Regions from separate parts of the Columba livia genome. Here region 2 is linked to region 1. A link is a contact called in public Hi-C data. All regions are on one chromosome and are shown on one strand. Each heading gives the region's core, a stretch centred on a gene start, on an enhancer-like site or on the middle of the called end of the contact. The rest is flanking DNA. Distances are from core to core; before and after follow the strand shown. Region 1 overlaps C6H10orf90 (chromosome 6 C10orf90 homolog). Region 2 overlaps ADAM12 (ADAM metallopeptidase domain 12).

Region 1 (2,933 bases), core at 211-2,710:
AGGATGCCTAAGAAAGGATTTTAAAAACAAAGATTCCTATGAAATTCAGGTGTAAAACATCCTTTCTGCATGAAAAGTGTCTTCCTTAGATCCCATACTAATATTATAACTAAATCTTAGTCCTTATTAGATTCACTGTATGGTGGGGATTTTTTTTTTTGTCATTAACTAAGGCAATAAGAAAAGGTGCGCCTTGTTCTTGTCTAACATCGAAGGCCATCGGAATAATAACGGAGCCAATTTGGTAAATCCTTCTTTCTAACTCCTTGTTGAATTAACCTTCCAGTTGGGAAGGTACACCTAGGCACAGCCAATCCCCAGGAAAACACGGCAAAGCAAACCACACATGGGCTCCAAAGATCAATTCCCTCATCCTGAAAGCAGCTGTCAACTAACTAACGAATGTACATGCAAATGATATTTAGAAAAAAAAAAAGAAATACTTAAAGGTAAGATCACAGAGTTTCGCTCTGTACATTCTGGATGCGTTTTTAATGTACGATGTGGGGAATTAGGACTGTTACTCTCATTAAGACTATCTGGAATTGTATATCTAAATCCCCACGCACCTAACTTGAAATATATATGCCCCTCTGAGAACAGCTAGAATTGCAACTGGATGACTAGCAATATATGTTTTCTCTATTATCCCAGCTGAAGAAAGACTTTAAAACTAATGAATGAAGACATGCAAGCGTAATGCTTTGGGAGATACAGGAGAACAAAACTCAAAGAAACAGAAAGCAGAATGGTTCCGTTAATAAAATTCAGCAAATACAGATCCTGGTTGTAAAAGTTCAGTTGCTTATAGGAGAAAGTTACGGAACAAAATCATAACTACATCACAAAAAGGTCATTTTTGCCCAATGCAAAAAAGAAAAGGACAGCAGTTCGATCTTTAAATAATGACTTAGTGAAAACCATATGATATTGGAGGAGTTTAACATATTCTGTAAAACCAGGGGTAGGTTTTCAAAAGCTCCTTTTTTAAAAAAGAATCCTTGATCTCTGAGTAAAATGAGCGTATTGTTTTACTGCAAAGTATCTTTTTACATTTTCCTCCCTGTCCCTTCAGGGGGTTTTGCTAACGGGAAGTGACCCTGCATTACAGCAGGTTAAACTCGCCTTTCCGTGAAACACGGCCAATTCAGTCCAACAGACCCTTTTCCATTGTTACGACCTTTTTTTTTTCCCTGCTTTCCACTTCACAGAGGGATAATGCAGCTTTTCATACTTTCACACAACACTCTTCCCAGCGTTTCAATGTGGATTTTTGACAATTCATGACAAAGTGCTTCTTTGAAATTGCCCAAAGCTCCTTTTAACACACGCGGCGCTACAAAACCTCCGCGACCACCAAGCCAGCCCACCGAGAAGCGGCCGGGGAAGGAGACACACAGCGTTGATTCCCCATGTGTCGTTAATGAGATCAGACACGGCCACTGTAGGTAGGCTTTACATTACAGACCACCTGCTGTTGTTTTTAAATAGATATTTTTTTTAATTTAATAAAAGCTCCGTGCCCTGGGCTGCCGAGCTCTCCCAGACCTCCGCGATGGGAGCTGATGCTGCCAATACCCCAAGCAGAGAGGAGCAGCAATTAATGTTTCTTAAATATAAGTAACTTCAACCTTCTTCAAGATTTAGACCCAGGTGTGTGTAGCTTGTACAGAGCCCACACATCTCAGGCAACAATACATAACCCAAACCAAGACTCCAGCCAATTTCAGAGACTGATGACCCAACCCCTATCATGAATCAAGTATTACCACTGCTAAGCCACACGATCTTGGATATAAGTAAACAGACCGCACCGTCTCAATAGCCTGGTAACACAGAGAACGGGAAACACAGAGAGCAATGACAATATTATTAGTTACTTCAGTGTTTGTCAAGGGATGGGAGATAGGATGGATAATTTATTGTTCAGATCGCTGCCAAGGATCACTTCTAATCAGTCAACAAGCTGCAGTCAGCAAGGAGTGCTACAAAATGTTGATGTTTTTACTGAAATTTCGGCTGACCAGGATGAGACCCATGTCCCTAACTGCCTTTTCATGTTTGTCAAATGTTTTGTTTGCAACAGGCAGTGTCAGCTGCTGTTCGGTATTAACATCCACAGATACTATCCGAATTGCAAAAAAATCCTGACAGTAATGTAGCTCTGCTCGTGCTCCCTAATTAAAATGTAATCACAGAATCCCAGAATGTCAGGGGTTGGAAGGGACCTGGAAAGCTCATCCAGTGCAATCCCCCCATGGAGCAGGAACACCCAGATGAGGTTACACAGGAAGGTGTCCAGGCGGGTTGGAATGTCTGCACAGAAGGAGACTCCACAACCCCCTGGGCAGCCTGGGCCAGGCTCTGCCACCCTCACCGGGAACAAGTTTCTTCTCATATTTAAGTGGAACCACCTGTGTTCCAGTTTGAACCCATTGCCCCTTGTCCTGTCACTGGTTGTCACCGAGAAGAGCCTGGCTCCATCCTCCTGACACTCCCCCTTTCCATATTGATCCCCATGAATGAGTCACCCCTCAGTCTCCTCTTGTCCAGCTCCAGAGCCCCAGCTCCCTCAGCCTTTCCTCACACGGGAGATGCTCCACTCCCTTCAGCATCTTGGTGGCTGCGCTGGACTCTCTCCAGCAGTTCCCTGTCCTGCTGGAACTGAGGGGCCACAACTGGACACAATATTCCAGGTGTGGTCTCACCAGGGCAGAGCAGAGGGGCAGGAGAACCTCTCTGACCTACTGACCACCCCCTTCTAACCCACCCCAGGTACCATTGGCCTTCCTGGCCACAAGAGCCCAGTGCTGGCTGTAATGCTTAATGAGGCCTTGGATTTACCTTTCAATAAAAATGTGGGGCTGAATCCTGAAAAATGAGGCTGAGCCACGTCCTCAGCTCCATTCCCAGAGTTGTCCAGACCCAAAGTC
Region 2 (2,933 bases), core at 204-2,703, 100 kb before region 1:
CGGAGCTGGTTTATCACGCGGCCAGGCTCTGGTGTGAACTTACTGGGGCACAAACACAGTTGTAATTTGGAAGACCCCTAACTAATAAATTAGTCTTAACAATCCCATTTTCACACTACTTGCCTCTCAGGAATAAATAAATAAATAAAATAAAATAAAATAAAAAATTAAAAAAGAACACAAAACCCTGTCAGGTCACCAAGGGCAAGGTATTGGTTCTTGAAATGAATCCAGAATTATGACACACTTCAACAGCTGGGTCACAGGTACAAATAACAAAAACCCACACAATTAACAGTATAGAAGTTCATTTACTACAGTTACTGGGAACCACCAGTATATATCCAAGCCACATGCAGAGCTTCTGTGGGCTTCTGGGACACAAATCAAACATGACAAGAACCTCACAGGTTTTATTCTACATCATTATAGAAATTTTACTGGGGTTTTTTGGGGGTAAGGGAGGCAGAACTGAAGGCACTGTTGCTGATAACAGGCATCCAGCTCATTCAGGTGTACACAAAAAAATCAGAGTCTTGAATCCTTCCACAAAAATGTTAAAGTTGCCTTGAAGTCACCACTGTATGATTAGCACCTGAATACAGAACAGAATTACCACGTGTATGGTTTAGGGTCCATATAAACACATGCAGTGAATTTCCCTATGTCATGATATTAATAAAGAAAGGCAATTCAGATACACCTTGTGAAGGAATGCGGAACCAGCAGAGTATCTGCAACTGTTCTTTAAGATGAATAATGAATTTTCAGAAGGAGGAAACAAATCAGTGGCAGAAATGAATGGTACTAAGATAACTTTCACATGCAACAGAATGGAAACAGAACAAATCAAATTCAGGACTGAGGAGATGAAAATGATAAACAACCCATGACTAAGGAATCACAGGAAACAAGAACAAGGGAGGAGCACAGTCCTCCTTCCTATTTATCCATGGAGAGATTAAAAACCAAAACACTTCTTAACCACCACTCAATGCCTTTATTTCAGAATAAGGGAGCTCCGTCCTTCTGCATTTGGGGCACTGCTGCTCCAAATATCCTTGTGAGTGTAAATAAAAGAATTGCTGTTTAAAATCTTTCTTATATGTTGATGACAGATTTATCACATGAAGTAGCTGCGTCCTAGCAACAACATCACTCTTGCTAAACTCAGGCAATTGGAAAAATCAGTCAAATTCAGACACAATTCAGATTAAATGTCATAACTGATAAGGTAGGAAAAACACTAGGCCTTTCCAATTTAACTTTTTTTTATTCTCATCTCCATATCTCTGCCAGTGATTCATGCAATGACATTAGTAATACCGAGAAATAAATTAGAATTGACTTTCGCTAGAATATCTGAATAGTACATTAGCTCTTCTCTAGGCATGTCCGAGAGGAGTTCCCATTCTCCTGCAAACTAAATGCAAACAGCTTGTATAAAGCACAGATAGCTCCAAGTTGGGCTATTTCAGTACTCAAACTTCAGTCACATCCTAAACCTCTTTATAAGCCTGAAGGCTCCTAATTTTTCCTGGACTGGACCTCAACTCAACACCATTGCCAAGTCCTTGTTCATTTACTAGAGGATGCAAAGACTTCTAAGACTTCTGTCTGTGTTCCCTTTGAGAAAATCCTCTGCTTCTGAATTCTATGTTTCCATCCCTCGCGAATAGAAGGTTTTCTGGTTTCTTACAGAAAACACAGTTGCTTCCTCTTCTATATAAGCTTCAACAAACACAGTCAGTCAGCCAACTCTGCTATCAATAAAATTGCTTCTTCAAGATCCCAAAGAAAATTAAAAATTAGACATTATTATTAATATCAGCGTATTTTCAAGTCTCTTAAGTTATTAGGTTTCTTATTACTTCTCTGCTATGGCATATTTTCCAGTAGTCTCAACATAAATTTTGTAAAGCAAAGAATCTATCCTGTGACGAGTCTGTTCGTTCCCATTGCTGTCTGCTGTCTTCCTCTCTCCCACTTCCCTTTGAAACTATCTTTCTATTTAGGCAACTGAAAATAACAATATGAAGATCACAGAGGAACTGCTCATGGTTTACACTGTAACAGCTTTACAAATTAAGATGACCTTAAATTAGTCATGTGTCCCCTTTATGTAACCTATGCTTCCTGTACAATTTTTAGTCAGGAATTATGTTGTGTTGGTTTCCTTATACTCCATCCCTGACATAATTTCCTAAGGGGAAAGACGGTTTGCCAGCATCCTCTTCCAACACCAGCTGGACACTCTACCTTGTATTTGGTGTGCAACTGCCAGGGTTAAAGCTATTTGCATATTTTAGTCCTATCAGTAGTTTCACTGTTAATCACATACTCGACATTCTTAGTTTCCTTGGGCTGAGGTACTATGTTAATTTTTCCTTTCCTCCAGTTTCATTGACAGCAAACCCTGTGTAACCTTAACTGGACAAGAAAGGTTCTCCCTTGGAGATTCCTACGCACAGATCTCACCTGAGCCTCTTTTCTCCACCATCACCTCCACAAAGCACCCACCTGCCTCCCCAGTGTTCCTTGGCCTCCTGTGAGCAGCTGAAGAGGACAGATTACTATACAGCATATACGCTACGTACACCAGATTTATCATAATATCAGCACTGCCTCTGATAGATCTTCCAGACTATTAATCACAATTTATCCACTACCTTCAGCTCTCTTTCACCTACGTTTTTTTTTCTCTTTTATCATGTCAAGAGTACCAACTTTTTTTTATTCCTGCTGACCTCTTTACATTCAGTGCCAAACCTTTAGAAGCGAAGGCGTCTCCATCTCTCCCCTTCTCCCTTAAATCATCAATGACAGTAAAACTCCTACTCCTTCTTCCACAAAAGACTCGCCTATATCAATGTTGCTTTCTGTCCATACCCAGTTCCCCCTCCGACTCTCCTGTCCTTACTCCACCCTGTTGT

What was found. Hi-C and Micro-C count contacts between places; a contact is called where the count stands out from the background.
Region 2: a contact with region 1 is called in a Hi-C map of liver, with 2.5 times the contacts expected there. The contact joins two enhancer-like sites. A contact is called at or near these places in 2 of 2 Hi-C or Micro-C datasets (crop and liver).

The regions. Positions count from the first base shown.
Region 1 is chr6:3,269,483-3,272,415 of bColLiv1.pat.W.v2, reverse strand. The region is part of intron 3 of C6H10orf90 (chromosome 6 C10orf90 homolog); the gene reads right to left. Among named protein-coding and RNA genes, the nearest start is that of ADAM12, 36 kb to the left of the region's middle. Within about 2 kb of position 1,460, at least 1 of the 3 cell types and tissues checked has an H3K27ac peak away from gene starts, as active enhancers do.
Region 2 is chr6:3,369,686-3,372,618 of bColLiv1.pat.W.v2, reverse strand. All of the region lies in intron 3 of ADAM12 (ADAM metallopeptidase domain 12), which reads right to left. Among named protein-coding and RNA genes, the nearest start is that of ADAM12, 64 kb to the right of the region's middle. Within about 2 kb of position 1,453, at least 1 of the 3 cell types and tissues checked has an H3K27ac peak away from gene starts, as active enhancers do.